Linked DNA regions of Pan paniscus: region 2 is linked to region 1. A link is a contact called in public Hi-C data. All regions are on one chromosome and are shown on one strand. Each heading gives the region's core, a stretch centred on a gene start, on an enhancer-like site or on the middle of the called end of the contact. The rest is flanking DNA. Distances are from core to core; before and after follow the strand shown. Region 1 holds the start of TOMM6 (translocase of outer mitochondrial membrane 6). Region 2 holds the start of CCND3 (cyclin D3).

Region 1 (6,258 bases), core at 1,956-4,455:
GTAGTTTGACTTCGTGCCTAATCTCTTATTGCCTTTTTCTCTTTTCAGGAATTCCTGTCTCTGCACCTGCTTAGAACATGGGGTTTTGACTTTAAACTCATTCACATGAGTATTCATTATCTCTCCTAGGGGGTCTGTATTGTCAAACCAGACTCTAGGGGCTTTGGCCCCAAGGCGTGAAGGGGGTTAAGAAGGGAAAGCATAAGAAGGGAAGCTGTTTTGGGGTGTGGGGCCTCCCCAGCCTCCCTCAAGGAAGACCACACATGCAGGCATCAGTCAGCTATCCTTGCACTCAGTGAGGATCTGCAAGGAGGACCCTCCCAAATGGAGGGCATGCTTAGAAGCTGCTCTAGATTGGAGAAGAGGTGGCAATGATGAGGGGGAAAGGAGGAGAAAGGAAAGAAAAACCTAGTTTCACTCCTCCCCTTCTTCCATGTCTCCTCAGGGTCCTGCAGTTCTGAGCTTGGGTTCCCTTTGCCTGGACACCAACCGAGCCCCCAACTGGACTGGACTTCAGACCCTCCTGCAGCAACTCCCTCCGCAGGACATTGATGTGGGTCTCCTCTCCCCATCTTCCCTCTCTTGCCTTTCCCTCCCTCATCTCTTTTCTTACTGTGGGAAGAACCTCAGTCCAGAAGTTAGGGGATGTGGATTTAATGCCCAGCTATGGCACTGGTTGGGGCATCATTCTCCCCCTGCCTGAGTTTTCACATTGGCAATAACAATAGCAGGTGCAATAACATCTGCTCTGCCCACCACAATGCTTAGTTCAAGAGCAAATGAGAAAATGGACATGAACGACTTTTGAAACGGATAATGGAATGTACAAATGTAGAGAGTATGGTTGTTACGTATTTATTGAGGGTCTACATGTGCCCAGCCTAAAGGCTTACAATTCAATTGGGGAGGCAAGACAGGAGTATATGAAATAATTTGAGGAAATGCAAGAATGGGAAGTGATACTGAGCTCTTAGCTCATTGGGAACAAGGACCTAATGGTGACAGGGCTAAGTGCTGTGGGCCTGTCAGGACCTGATTGATGACATTCCTGGGGGGCAGGGTGAGACTCAGGTGGCTTTCTTGAGCTCCTTTCCTTTTCCATTTCCTCTTCTATGCCATTATCTCTGGCATCTCCCTGAGGTTCTACAACCTTTCTCTGACCCAGCAGCCAAGCCCTTTTTCCTCCAACCAATGCTCAATCTTTTCTGCTGGAGCTCTCCCAGTAATTGTAGAGGACTGTTTCTGCAGGAGCGCTACTGCCTGGCCCTTGGGGAGGAGGAGCGGGCCGAGCTGCGGCTCTTCTGTGCCAGGCGGAAGCAGGAAGCCCTGGGACAGGGGGTAGCCCGCCTGGTACTTCCCAAGCTTGAAGGACACACCTGTGAGAAGGTATGTAGCACCCCTCCCCCCAAATTCCCCTTCCTCTATTCTTTGCCCTCTCATTTCTGCAGAAGGGGCTAGCTTCTGGGATTCTGGTTGGGAAACAGGAAAAACAGAAACCAAGTTTGCGAGCTCTTAGTATAGGTTGCAGTGGATGTGGGCTTGCTAGGGTATGGCGAGAACAGGTTGGGATCGGATTGCAAGAGCAAGGAGGGAAGTTAGGATGGTAGTGCTTACTCCGACCACCTCAGCACCTCCCCTCTGACAGTGTAGGCAGCTGCTGAAGCCAGGGGAGTACGGAGTGTTTGCAGCCCGGGCAGGCGAACAGCGCTGCTGGCACCAGCCTTGCTTTGCCTGCCAGGCCTGTGGCCAGGCCCTGATAAACCTCATCTACTTCTACCATGATGGACAACTCTACTGTGGCCGTCATCATGCAGAGTTGCTGCGCCCGCGCTGCCCGGCTTGTGACCAGGTACAGCCTGGAGGGGAGGAACTGGGGGTCTGCCCAGAGTCCAGAGTGGCAGGATACAAAGGGACACTCTCCTGGGCCACAGTTTCTCCCAGTATCAGGGAGTGGGGAGAAGTTGGAACCAGCCTGGGACTACCAAGTTCCCTGTGTTCTGACTTGAGCTCTGGGCATGTAGGACCCAGTGCCCTTCTCTCTGGCCTCCCCCACTGCAGAGTCCCTCAAATGTTCCTGGACTCATAGAATTTCTCTAGAGCAGGGAGTCTTGGACACATGCTCATCTCAGTAGATGCCAAGTGCCCAGTGCTGTGCCTCATCATGCTAGAAATTCCCTTGATGTCAGCATAAAAGGAAGCCTGGGGCCCTGGGTTGGGAGTCCAGACCCCCAGGTCGCACTTGGGATTGTCCCACTTGCTAGCTGGGATCCTGGCTAAGCCAATCAGTCCTCCCTGCGTCCAAAAGTGGCTGAGTGAATTAAATGGGAATGTGTGCAGACGTGCTTTAGCGTTAACTGGGTAAAAGGCGTGGTTACTGGATGAATGAATGAGTGAATGAAAGAATGAAACGTTCCCCTCTCCCTCTCCCAGCTGATCTTCTCCTGGCGCTGCACCGAGGCAGAGGGACAGCGCTGGCATGAGAACCACTTCTGTTGCCAGGACTGCGCCGGGCCTCTGGGCGGGGGACGTTATGCCCTGCCTGGGGGAAGCCCCTGCTGCCCCAGCTGCTTCGAGAACCGCTACTCGGATGCAGGCTCGAGCTGGGCCGGGGCACTGGAAGGGCAGGCATTCCTTGGTAAGGGAGAGGATGCAGAGCAAAGCGGGAGGGAGCTTGGGCTGGGCTGTGGGGGTTCTCCCGGGCTGGGACCCTCGCCCCAGTCCCACGCCGTCCCGTCCCTCCAGGAGCGCCCCCACCGCACCCCCCAGACCCAAGCCTCGGGGCCCGCAGCTCTCACCGCGCATCCCTGGCCGGAGCGTTCCAAGGGCCGCCCGAACCCACCCCGCGCCGCGGTCGGGGTTGCGGCGCCAGACTCCCTCCCAGGCGCGGGAGGCGGACGCCCTCTGGTGGAGGCGGGGGACCCTGGCGAGGACTCTCGGCGGCGGCGGCGGCGCGCACGGCCCAGGGGCTGGGCGGGGCGGGAGGCTGGGCCTCACCCCCACTAGCTGCGGTGTAGGTCCAGCTCCGCGGCTCTGAGACCAGCGTTTCCGACCCGGCCCGGAACAGGGGAGACTGGACTCGACCGAACTGAAGGAAGGGACCAAGCCTCGGTGAACTCTGCAACCCTCTCCCGAACACTCCTTCTCGCTGCTGCCGGCGGTTCCAGCCTGCAGACTCAGAGGGGGCTGCCTGGATCCAGTCCCCAGCAGGAGAACCGACCTGGGGACAAAGCGGAGGCACCCAAAGGGCAGGAGCAATGCCGCCTGGAGACTATTCGTGATCCCAAGGACACCCCTTTCTCCACCTGCTCCTCCTCCTCTGACTCGGAACCTGAAGGATTTTTCTTAGGCGAGCGCCTTCCCCAGTCCTGGAAGACACCCGGAAGCCTCCAAGCAGAGGACAGCAACGCCTCTAAGACGCACTGCACCATGTGCTAGTGGCGCAGCTCAGAGAGGGGATGTGAGTGGGAGGAAAGGGGTCTGTAAAGCGGGAGAACAAGGCTAGCCTCCCCCTAACAATCCTAGACTGAGACGCAGTCAGGCGCACGCCCGCAAGAGGCGGCGAGGTGACAAGTTTGGAGTGCGCCCCCTTCAGTACTGCGCGTTCTAAGACTTTTGGTGGAGACTTTCTTGGCAAAACCCATTCCCCAAAGCTACGCTTTCCCTGCTGAGATAGCCCCTACCCCCACCTCCACAGGCTGAGACAGCCCCGTCCCCACCACCCTCCTCCCAAGCCAATTAAATGATCACAGCACGCGTGACGGTTACCGGCTGGAGAGCCGGAGGTGGGACCGGGAGCAGGGGACCGTAGAACCGGGCCACGCTCCTCCCCTCCTAGAGTTCGTGGACGCGCAGCAGAGGGCCGTCCCTCTTCCGGATGTCGGACTAAGCGAACAGCGCCCCCTCTGCCGGCCGGTAGCAGCCGGAAGTGCCAGACCGGAGGTGCGTCATTCACCGGCGACGCCGATACGGTTCCTCCACCGAGGCCCATGCGAAGCTTTCCACTATGGCTTCCAGCACTGTCCCGGTGAGCGCTGCTGGCTCGGCTAATGAAACTCCCGAAATACCGGACAACGTGGGAGATTGGCTTCGGGGCGTCTACCGCTTTGCCACTGATAGGAATGACTTCCGGAGGTAACCGAGCCCGAGGAACTTGGTCCTTTTCTGGCCCTTACATCCGTATTTCCCCTTTCTTGCGAGGCTGGCGCCTCAGGGTTTTTTGTTTTTGTTTTTTAACATTACCAGCATTGTGGCGTCTTCGTAGCTCTGGCTGTGCCTCACTGAGATCCCTGGCCAGGAGAGTTCCCGTGTGGCAAAAGCGATCTTTCTGTCATGTGGCTGTATCTGTAATGTCACCCTGATCAAGGGAAGAAGTGCTAGCACGTAAACAGGCTTTTTCGGCCCTGGACTAGTGCTTTAGCTGGGCTTTGCGTTTGATCTTACATTTCTTTTTTCTTTCTTTTTTTTTTTTTTTGAGACGGAGTCTCACTCTGTTGCCCAGGCTGGAGTGCAGTGGCGCGATCTCGGCTCACTGCAAGCTCCGCCTCCCGGGTTCACGCCATTCTCCTGCCTCAGCCTCCCGAGTAGCTGGGACTACGGGCGCCCGCCACCACGCCCGGCTAATTTTTTGTATTTTTAGTAGAGACGGGGTTTCACCGTGTTATCCAGGATGGTCTCGATCTCCTGACCTCGTGATCCGCCCACCTCGGCCTCCCAAAGTGCTGGGATTACAGGCGTGAGCCACCGCGCCCGGCCTTTTTTTTTTTTTTTTTTTTTTTTTTTTTTTATTTGAGACGGAGTCTCACTCTGTCGCCCAGGCTGGAGTGCAGAGGCGCGATCTCGGCTCACTGCCCCTTCTGCCTCCCGGGTTCAAGCGATTCTCCTGCCTCAGCCTCCCCGGTAGCTGGGATTACAAGCGCGCGCCACCACGCCCAGCTAATTTTTGTATTTTTAGTAGAGACGGGGTTTCACCATCTTGGGCAGGCTGGTCTCAAACTCCTGACTTCTCGATCCACCCGCCTCTGCCTCCCAAAGTGCTGGGATTACAGGCGTGAGCCACCGCGCCCGGCCACATTTATTTCTTTTTGAGACAGCCTCGCTCTGTCGCCCAGGCTGGAGTGTAGTGGCGGACCTCAGCTCACTGCAGCCTCCGCCTCCCGGGTTCAAGCGATTTTCCTGCCTCAGCCTCCCCAGTAGCTGGGATTACAGGCGCGCACCACCACGCCCAGCTAATTTTTGTATTTTTAGTAGAGACGGGGTTTCACCATGTTGGCCAGGCTGGTCTCGAGCTCCTGACTTCGTGATCCGCCTGCCTTGGCCTTCCAAAGTGCTGGGATTACAGGCGTGAACCACCGCGCCCAGCCTGACCTTACATTTATTAGGCACAAAAATGAACTCCAAATTCCCACGTGGGTCTTGAGCAACCTGCCGTCACAACCACGTATCAACGCCTCGGGAAGGTGGTGATGGAAGCCTTTCCCCCCAGTACATTTCGTTAACTGTACAACTGACTCAGTGACCACAGGGTTAATAAAACACATTGTTTTTCCAGGAACTTGATGCTAAATTTGGGACTCTTTGCTGCGGGAGTTTGGCTGGCCAGGAACTTGAGTGACATTGACCTCATGGCACCTCAGCCAGGGGTGTAGCCAAGTAGGTAAGCACGGAACCACACCCATGCGTGTCTTAGGAGACCTAGAGACTGGGTGAAGCAATGTTTTCTGTCAAGTATTCATGAAATGTACAAAAGAATGTGATGTAAAACCCTTAACTATTCCTAGTTAAATGTGTTTTCAGATGTTGCAAGGGATTTAAGTATCTCTTACCAGTTTCCCTCCCATACTTTTACAGTTCTAATGCCACCTGTCGTCTTATCATCTGATTGCAGACAAATGGAATCCTGTGCTGAACCCGAATCTTCCAAAAAAACAGCCTACAATCTGTGACCACCACAAGATGTGCCCTGATGGCAGCTGAAGTTTGATTCAGATGGGCACTTTTCTTCCCCTTCCCTGCCTAGTTTCCTTTTGTTCCCTGAGTCCACGCAGAATTCCATTCTCTGGTCAGCAGACAGGCTTAAGCTAAAGTATTGCCTCTATTCTGTAAAGTTCTGTACATAGTTCCCAAGCTTCTGCAGGGGGTGATCTTTGCTCTTGTCCTGAGAAATAACAGTGCTGTTTTAACAAACATTTGAAATAAATACCGCACACAAAGGCAGTCATTTTATTCTTTTAATAAGAAACTTTTGCTTACAAAAACAAG
Region 2 (6,258 bases), core at 1,333-3,832, 260 kb after region 1:
GCTTTGGAAGCAGGAGCTGTGGGAAAGAGAGGTGTGAGCATCTTAAGCCTGGACCCACTCCTTGGCCATCTTCCTTACTCATCTACCAAGCTGGAATGCACATCTAGAATGTGAGCATCTCTGCTATTCTTAATTCCCAACAAAAGAGGTGTCTTGGTTTCCCAAATCCCCAGATTCTGGCACATCACGTCCAAGTTGAGAAGTTCTTTCTTGGATATAATCTTAGTTCATTCCTCCCGGTTTATTCATATTCCCCCTTTCCCTTTGAGTGAGGCTTACACAGGGGAAAACATTCATACGTTTGTGTGCACGCACACACGCGCACGCACGCACACACGCGCACGCACGCACACACACACACAGCCATCAGGAAAGGATACCAGCTCTGTGCAGTTCCCACAACCCTATTCCAGGCCTGCTGGGCTCACTGTAAACAGTACCAGCCTATGGCTCAGCTAACAGATGGCTGTATCATCCAAGATACAGGACCACAGACTCCCTTTAGGAAACTCCTAAGTTCCTGGCTCAAGTGCACATTTTTTGTGGTCAGCGAAGGAGGCAGGCTAGCCTAACGGTTAAGAATAAAGCCTCCCAAATCAAGTGACCTAGGTTTAAATCCCAGCTCTGCCATTTGTTTCTTGTGTCTGAAGGAAGATTACTTATCTCCAGTGCCTGCGTTTCCTCGTCTATAAAATGGAGAGAATCCTAATGCCTACCTCATAGGACTATATTAGGAGGTTTAAATGAGATATGATCTCTAAGCCACTTAGAAGAGTACCTGACAGTGTTATGTAACTGTTAGCTAGTATTCTAAGCCCTTGAGGGAAGGGGAAGCCGGAAGGAGAAGATGTTTGGGACCATGGAGGTCATGATCTCAATAACTGGCATAGACTAGGACTCTGCTACAATTATCAGAGGCTTTCAGTGTTAAGTTCCAGGGGAAGAAACTCTGATTTGATTACCATGACATCCCCAACAGCTGTGGGAATAGCCTGTGCAGATGGAGTATGGCCATAGCAAATAGGTGCTGAATGAATTCATAAATTGCTGTGTCAGTCATTTCCCGAAGGAGCCCCAGAATTGAACGGCCAGAAGAATCTGTGAGGAAGCAAAGGGAGATCCACTTCTCTATCCACGTCTGGTCCCAAAGAGAAATGAGGTGGTAGGCAGAGGGCAAGGACTCATCAGAGGAAACAGTCTCAGAGTCCAGGGATGAGGAGGGGGTGCCCAGGATTGTGTGGACCGTCACATCACCCCCAGGTGGACCCTCCCAGCTGTACCCAGCTGGGAATTCCTGGGTTCTTGGGACCCAGCCCAGAAAACTGCCTTTTCTGGGATTCATCCTGTTCATTCCCTTGATGGTTAGACAGTGGATTAAAGGGAGCAGGAATTGTTTCTGGGTCACCCCTATATTCCAGTGTCCAACACCACAGCTGGGGTTCAATCCAGTTCTGTGGAATAAGTGCCCCCAAAGACTTCCATGCTTTTCATCCTTCTGAACCCAACTCAAATGTCCTTTTCTCTCTGAAGCCTTCCCAGCCACCCCAGCCAGTGTACTTGGCGTCTATGTCTATTGTTTTGTGATCCATATTAGCTGTGGATGAATAACATCATTGCACCCTCAGCATTCCATATAATGCCAGGCACATAGTAGGTGTTCAATCAATGCAAATGAGTAACTTAATGCTCCCTTAGTAACAGCAACCAATTTATTCAGTTATTCCTCTTGTTGGCACTTCAAGAGACACAGAAGAAGCTAAGATCATCATCTATGTATCAATCAGACACCACTGAGGGGTCCCTCCCTCCAGTTTCATCCCGGTGCACTTGCCAGAGCACTCACAGACTCCCCATCCACACTGGTCTGCCCTCCTACTGGCCTTCCACCCCATCTTTGAGGCATGAGAAGACCAACAGCCCGGTAAAGCCACGGGGCTTCCAGATCAGCTGGAGGGGGTTGTGCCGATGTGTGTACATACAGAGGGCTCAGGGCCTTTGGGGGTTTCTCTGCCCTTCAATTCTGTGCAGAACACCTCACTCAGTGGGAAAGTGAGCCAAGCTTTCGGTGCCAACTGGGAAGTGATGAGGATGCGGCGACCCCATTGACCCACCCAGCGCCGATCCCCAACGCATGGTCTCCAGCCTGAGCTGACATCCCATCTACCCCGGTTTCTCCAGCACCCAAGCCTACCTCCTCGCCAGGTGACCTCCCCGGAGCACCGACTGGGGTCGCAGGCGCTCTGTCCCGCCGCCTCCGGAGCCTGCCTTTGGGGAGTGGGGGTGGTCGCAACCACCAGCCGCGAGGAGAGGATTGCACCTCTCCCCCCCGGCCGGCATCCGAACAGAGCCAGTCTCCACCCCTGCAGTGGCGAAGTGTTTACAAAGTCCGCGCCGCGCCGCCGATCCAGAGCTGGGCAGGAAGTGGGGAAGAGGGGGCGGAGGAGACAAAGGGGCTGGTGCTCTGCTCAGCCAAGTTTCGGTCCCCGGCCTGACTCTCCCACCCCCTGTACACCCTCGGCGAGGCCAGGAGGCTCATCCGGCGCCGCGCACCCCCGCTCGCAGCCCCCGCCCCCCGCGGCATAGGTGCGGGGACGGGGCACCACGGAGGCTCAGGTGTGGGCGGCGGGGCCGGGGCAGCACGGGTTCCCGGACCGCTGCCTCCCGGCGTTGGCAACTCCTCCACGTGCTATCCAGGAAGTAAACAACATCATGAGGAGCGACTTCTTTTTCTTTTTTTTTGAGACGGAGTCTCCCTCTGTCGCCCAGGCTGGAGTGCAGTGGCGCGATCTCGGCTCACTGCAACCTCCGCCTCCCGGATTCAAGCTATTCTCCTGCCTCAGCCTCCCGAGTAGCTAGGACTACAGGCGCACGCCGCCACGCCCGGCTAATTTTGTGTATTTTTAGTAGACACGGGGTTTCACCATGTTGGTCAGGCTGGTCTCGAACTCCTGACCTGAGGTGATCCACCCGCCTCGGCCTCTCAAAGTGCTGGGATTACAGGCGAGTGCCACCGCGCCCGGCCGATTTCTTGAGTTTTACTACACGTCAGGCACTGTGACAGACTCTTTCTGTGTATCATCTCATCTTTCCCCCAGTTTTACAGAAGAGGAAACTGAGACACACTGAGGATTAAGGTCAAGTGCCCGCAGTACCATAGCTGGCTAGTGTTAGGATCCAAGCCCAGAATCTGCGTCCTGCCAGGCACCTGCAAATGGGGACGAACACGGCGCAGCCAGAGGGGCTGACAGGCTAGGGAGAAAACCACTGGCAGCCGCGGGCACCCCACGCCCTGGGAGTGAGGCGACAAGGGACAAGTCTCCCGCCCCCTAGACTTGCCTCGCAAATATTTGCGGGTCGAGGGCGCGAAGGCAGCAGGATGCAGCGATAGACTTGGACTAGGTGGTCCAGGCTCTACTTCCAAGTGGGCCATTGACAGGTGGGGCGGCCCTCAGCACAAAATCACCAGGCTGGATGCTCCAGGGTTTCCCAACATTACTCGCTCAGAAGAATCATCTGGGGAGCTCCTTAATGAGAAAGATTCCCAAGCCCCTCTTCCAGAGAGTGAAGTCACTGGGATTGGGCTGGGCCCAGCCAGGTGTTACTAATAATAAGACAAGTTTGGAAAACCCTGCGAGTGTAGATGACCTCCTGGTATGCTCTTTATAAGAACCGATTTTCATATTAAAATAGGTTTCTTTTAACTCAGTGAAACCGGGCGCGTTTTCCTGGCCCACAACCAAGCCACTGAAGGCCCCAGAACACTTCACTCTCAAAAGGTCACGTGAGGCTGGCGCGGTAGCTCACGCCTGTAATCCCAGCACGTTGTGAGGCCGAGGCCGCGGATTGCTTGAGCTCAGGTGTTCGAGACCAGCCTGGCCAACATGGCGAAACTCGGTCTCTACTAAAAATACAAAAACTAGCGGGGCGTGGTGGTGCCCGCCTGTAATCCCAGCTACTCCGGAGGCTGAGGTGGGAGGATCGCTTTAGCCTGGGAGGTGGAGGTTGCAGTGAACCGAGATCGCGCCATTGCACTCTAGCCTGGGAAACGGAGCAAGACTCTATCCAAAAAAAAAAAAAAAAGTCACGTGAGCCGGGGTCACCGGAGGCGTCCCCCAACCGACTGGGCTTCGGAAAACCAAGGGGCGCACGCCGCCCCGCCCCGCCCCGCCCCGCCCCGCCCCGCGACTACAAGTCCCATCGCGCCCCGCGCTCGCGCACACTACGCCAGAGCAAGATGGCCGACGCGGCGGCCACAGCTGGGGCCGGTGGCTCCGGAACGGTAAGGGCAGGAAGCGCGGGCTCGGAGCCGAGAGAGTTTGGCTATCCTGCAACTTTCCCCTCGACTGAGCAACAAGATAATGCCCAGAAATTCAGCCGCATCATGAGCTCCGACTGGCGGAGGGTGTTTTCAGGCCGTAGGCGCCCCCTCCTTGGGACTTGGCTGCGGCCTCCGGAGTTGGCGGACCTGTGTCTTGATTGGCTCGTTCGCTGTTGGGGGTTGGGAGCCCGGAACACCCCCTGATTGGTCTGAAGATGCCGTTTTCGCCTTCTTATTGGCCGGCCAAAGTTGAAAGGCATTCCCGTTTCAAAATATTTAGCTTTCTTACTTTTTTGTGCTTTTATCTTTTTGCCCTCGTCTCCTCGCGGTCACCTCTTGTTACTGTTTTCATTTTCCCTTTCAATGAAATGGTGTGAAGATGGGAGGCACAAGAGAGGGATCCTGTTTTTTTCTGGGGGACACGTCTTAATCCCATCATGCGTGTTTCTTCAGCTATGTATTCTAATAATCTGCTAAAGTAGAAAGTAAAAGACCTGCTATTTTATCTCATTGGGACCGTACGTTTTAGGTAAGCGGAAAAGTGGTCTCTGTATTTAAAGCACCTTGGGTGCTCAATTTTTACTCAGTTGGCCAAGATCCGTAAATCGTAAACATTAAGCACTGATTTTTAAAATAAAATTATTTAGTAAAATAACTTTGCTTGCCGTTGACCACGTATGAACTATGTGATTGCATCCTTCTCCTGTGGGTGAAAATCTCTCTGCTGATTCACAGAGATCGGGAAGTAAACAGTCCACTAACCCTGCCGATAACTATCATCTGGCCCGGAGGAGAACTCTGCAGGTGGTTGTGAGCTCCTTGCTGACAGAGGCAGGGTTTGAGAGTGCCGAGAAAGCATCCGTGGAAACGCTGACAGAGATGCTGCAGAGCTGTGAGTACATGGAAACACTTGGCCTTGGAGTCAACCCCAACATCAGTTCTGTGCCCTGCTTTGTGATAGTGTTTGAGAGGGTTTAAGAAACAAACTTTTTTCTTAAGAGGGGAGAAAAAAATTTTTTTTTAATGTAAAAAGTTGAGAAAAGAAAACAGCACAATGGGCCGAGCGTGGTGGCTCACGCCTGTAATCCCAGTACTTTAGGAGGCCGAGGCGGGTGGATCACCTGAAGTCAGGAGTTCAAGACCAGCCTGGCCAACGTGGCGAAACCCCGTCTCTACTAAAAAACACACAAAAAAAATTAGCTGGGCGTGGTGGCAGGTGTCTATAATCCCAGCCACTCGGGAGACTGAGGCAGGAGAATCGCTTGAATCTGGGAGGCAGAGGTTACAGTGAACTGAGATCGCACCACTGCACTCCAGCCTGTGAGGCTCCATCTCCAACAACAACAACAACAACAAAAACAGAAAAGAGCATAATGAAGTGACTTACAGGCTTTAGAATCAGATAGACTTGGTGTACATCATCACTCTGTCACTTAATAGCTTGGGCAAGCCACTGAATCTCCTGAACCTCAATTTCCTCATTTCTGAAATGGGATAACAGTTTCTACCTCATGGAGTTGTGAGTGTAAGTGAGATGTATATATAAAACATTCAGTGCTGGGGAGATTTTAAGCTCTTGGTGAGTTATGGGTGCCCTTAAGGACTTTTGTTGGGGAGTCAGGACTAATTCCCCATGCAATAGATATCATCACATTATGTAATGAAATGCTAGATTGTGTGATACAAAGAATGAAGGGGAAAAGCCCCCCCCCCTTTTTTTTTTGAGACAGAGTCTCACTGTGTTGCCCAGGCTGGGGTGCAGTGGCACAATCTCAGCTCACTGCAGCCTCCGCCTCCCAGGTTCAAGCAATTCTCCTGCCACAGCCTCCCAAGTAGCTGGGATCATAGGTGTGCACCACCACGCCTGGCTAATTTTTGTATTTTTAGTAGAGACAGGGTTTCACCATGTTGGCCAGGCTGGTCTTGAACTCCTGACCTCA

The links. A called contact is a pair of places that touch in the nucleus more often than the background predicts.
Region 2: a Hi-C map of fibroblasts shows a contact between it and region 1, with 3 times the contacts expected there. The contact joins the promoter of CCND3 here to the promoter of TOMM6 in region 1.

What each region holds. Positions count from the first base shown.
Region 1 is chr5:56,276,694-56,282,951 of NHGRI_mPanPan1-v2.0_pri, forward strand. TOMM6 (translocase of outer mitochondrial membrane 6) reads left to right here and starts at 3,206. Exons shown (of 3, transcript XM_034962088.3): 1 at 3,206-4,131; 2 at 5,549-5,653. The coding sequence starts at 4,004. The coding sequence ends at 5,645. FRS3 (fibroblast growth factor receptor substrate 3) reads right to left here and starts at 2,818. Exons shown (of 7, transcript XM_034962082.3): 1 at 2,796-2,818. It overlaps PRICKLE4 (prickle planar cell polarity protein 4), which reads left to right. Exons shown (of 8, transcript XM_034962087.3): 4 at 446-553; 5 at 1,249-1,386; 6 at 1,646-1,849; 7 at 2,431-2,635; 8 at 3,065-3,435. The coding sequence ends at 3,435. It overlaps USP49 (ubiquitin specific peptidase 49), which reads right to left. Exons shown (of 8, transcript XM_055113594.2): 8 at 6,214-6,258.
Region 2 is chr5:56,535,401-56,541,658 of NHGRI_mPanPan1-v2.0_pri, forward strand. It overlaps CCND3 (cyclin D3), which reads right to left and starts at 2,583. Exons shown (of 5, transcript XM_008958796.4): 1 at 2,192-2,583. TAF8 (TATA-box binding protein associated factor 8) reads left to right here and starts at 3,670. Exons shown (of 10, transcript XM_055113599.2): 1 at 3,670-4,279; 2 at 5,054-5,210. The coding sequence starts at 4,235.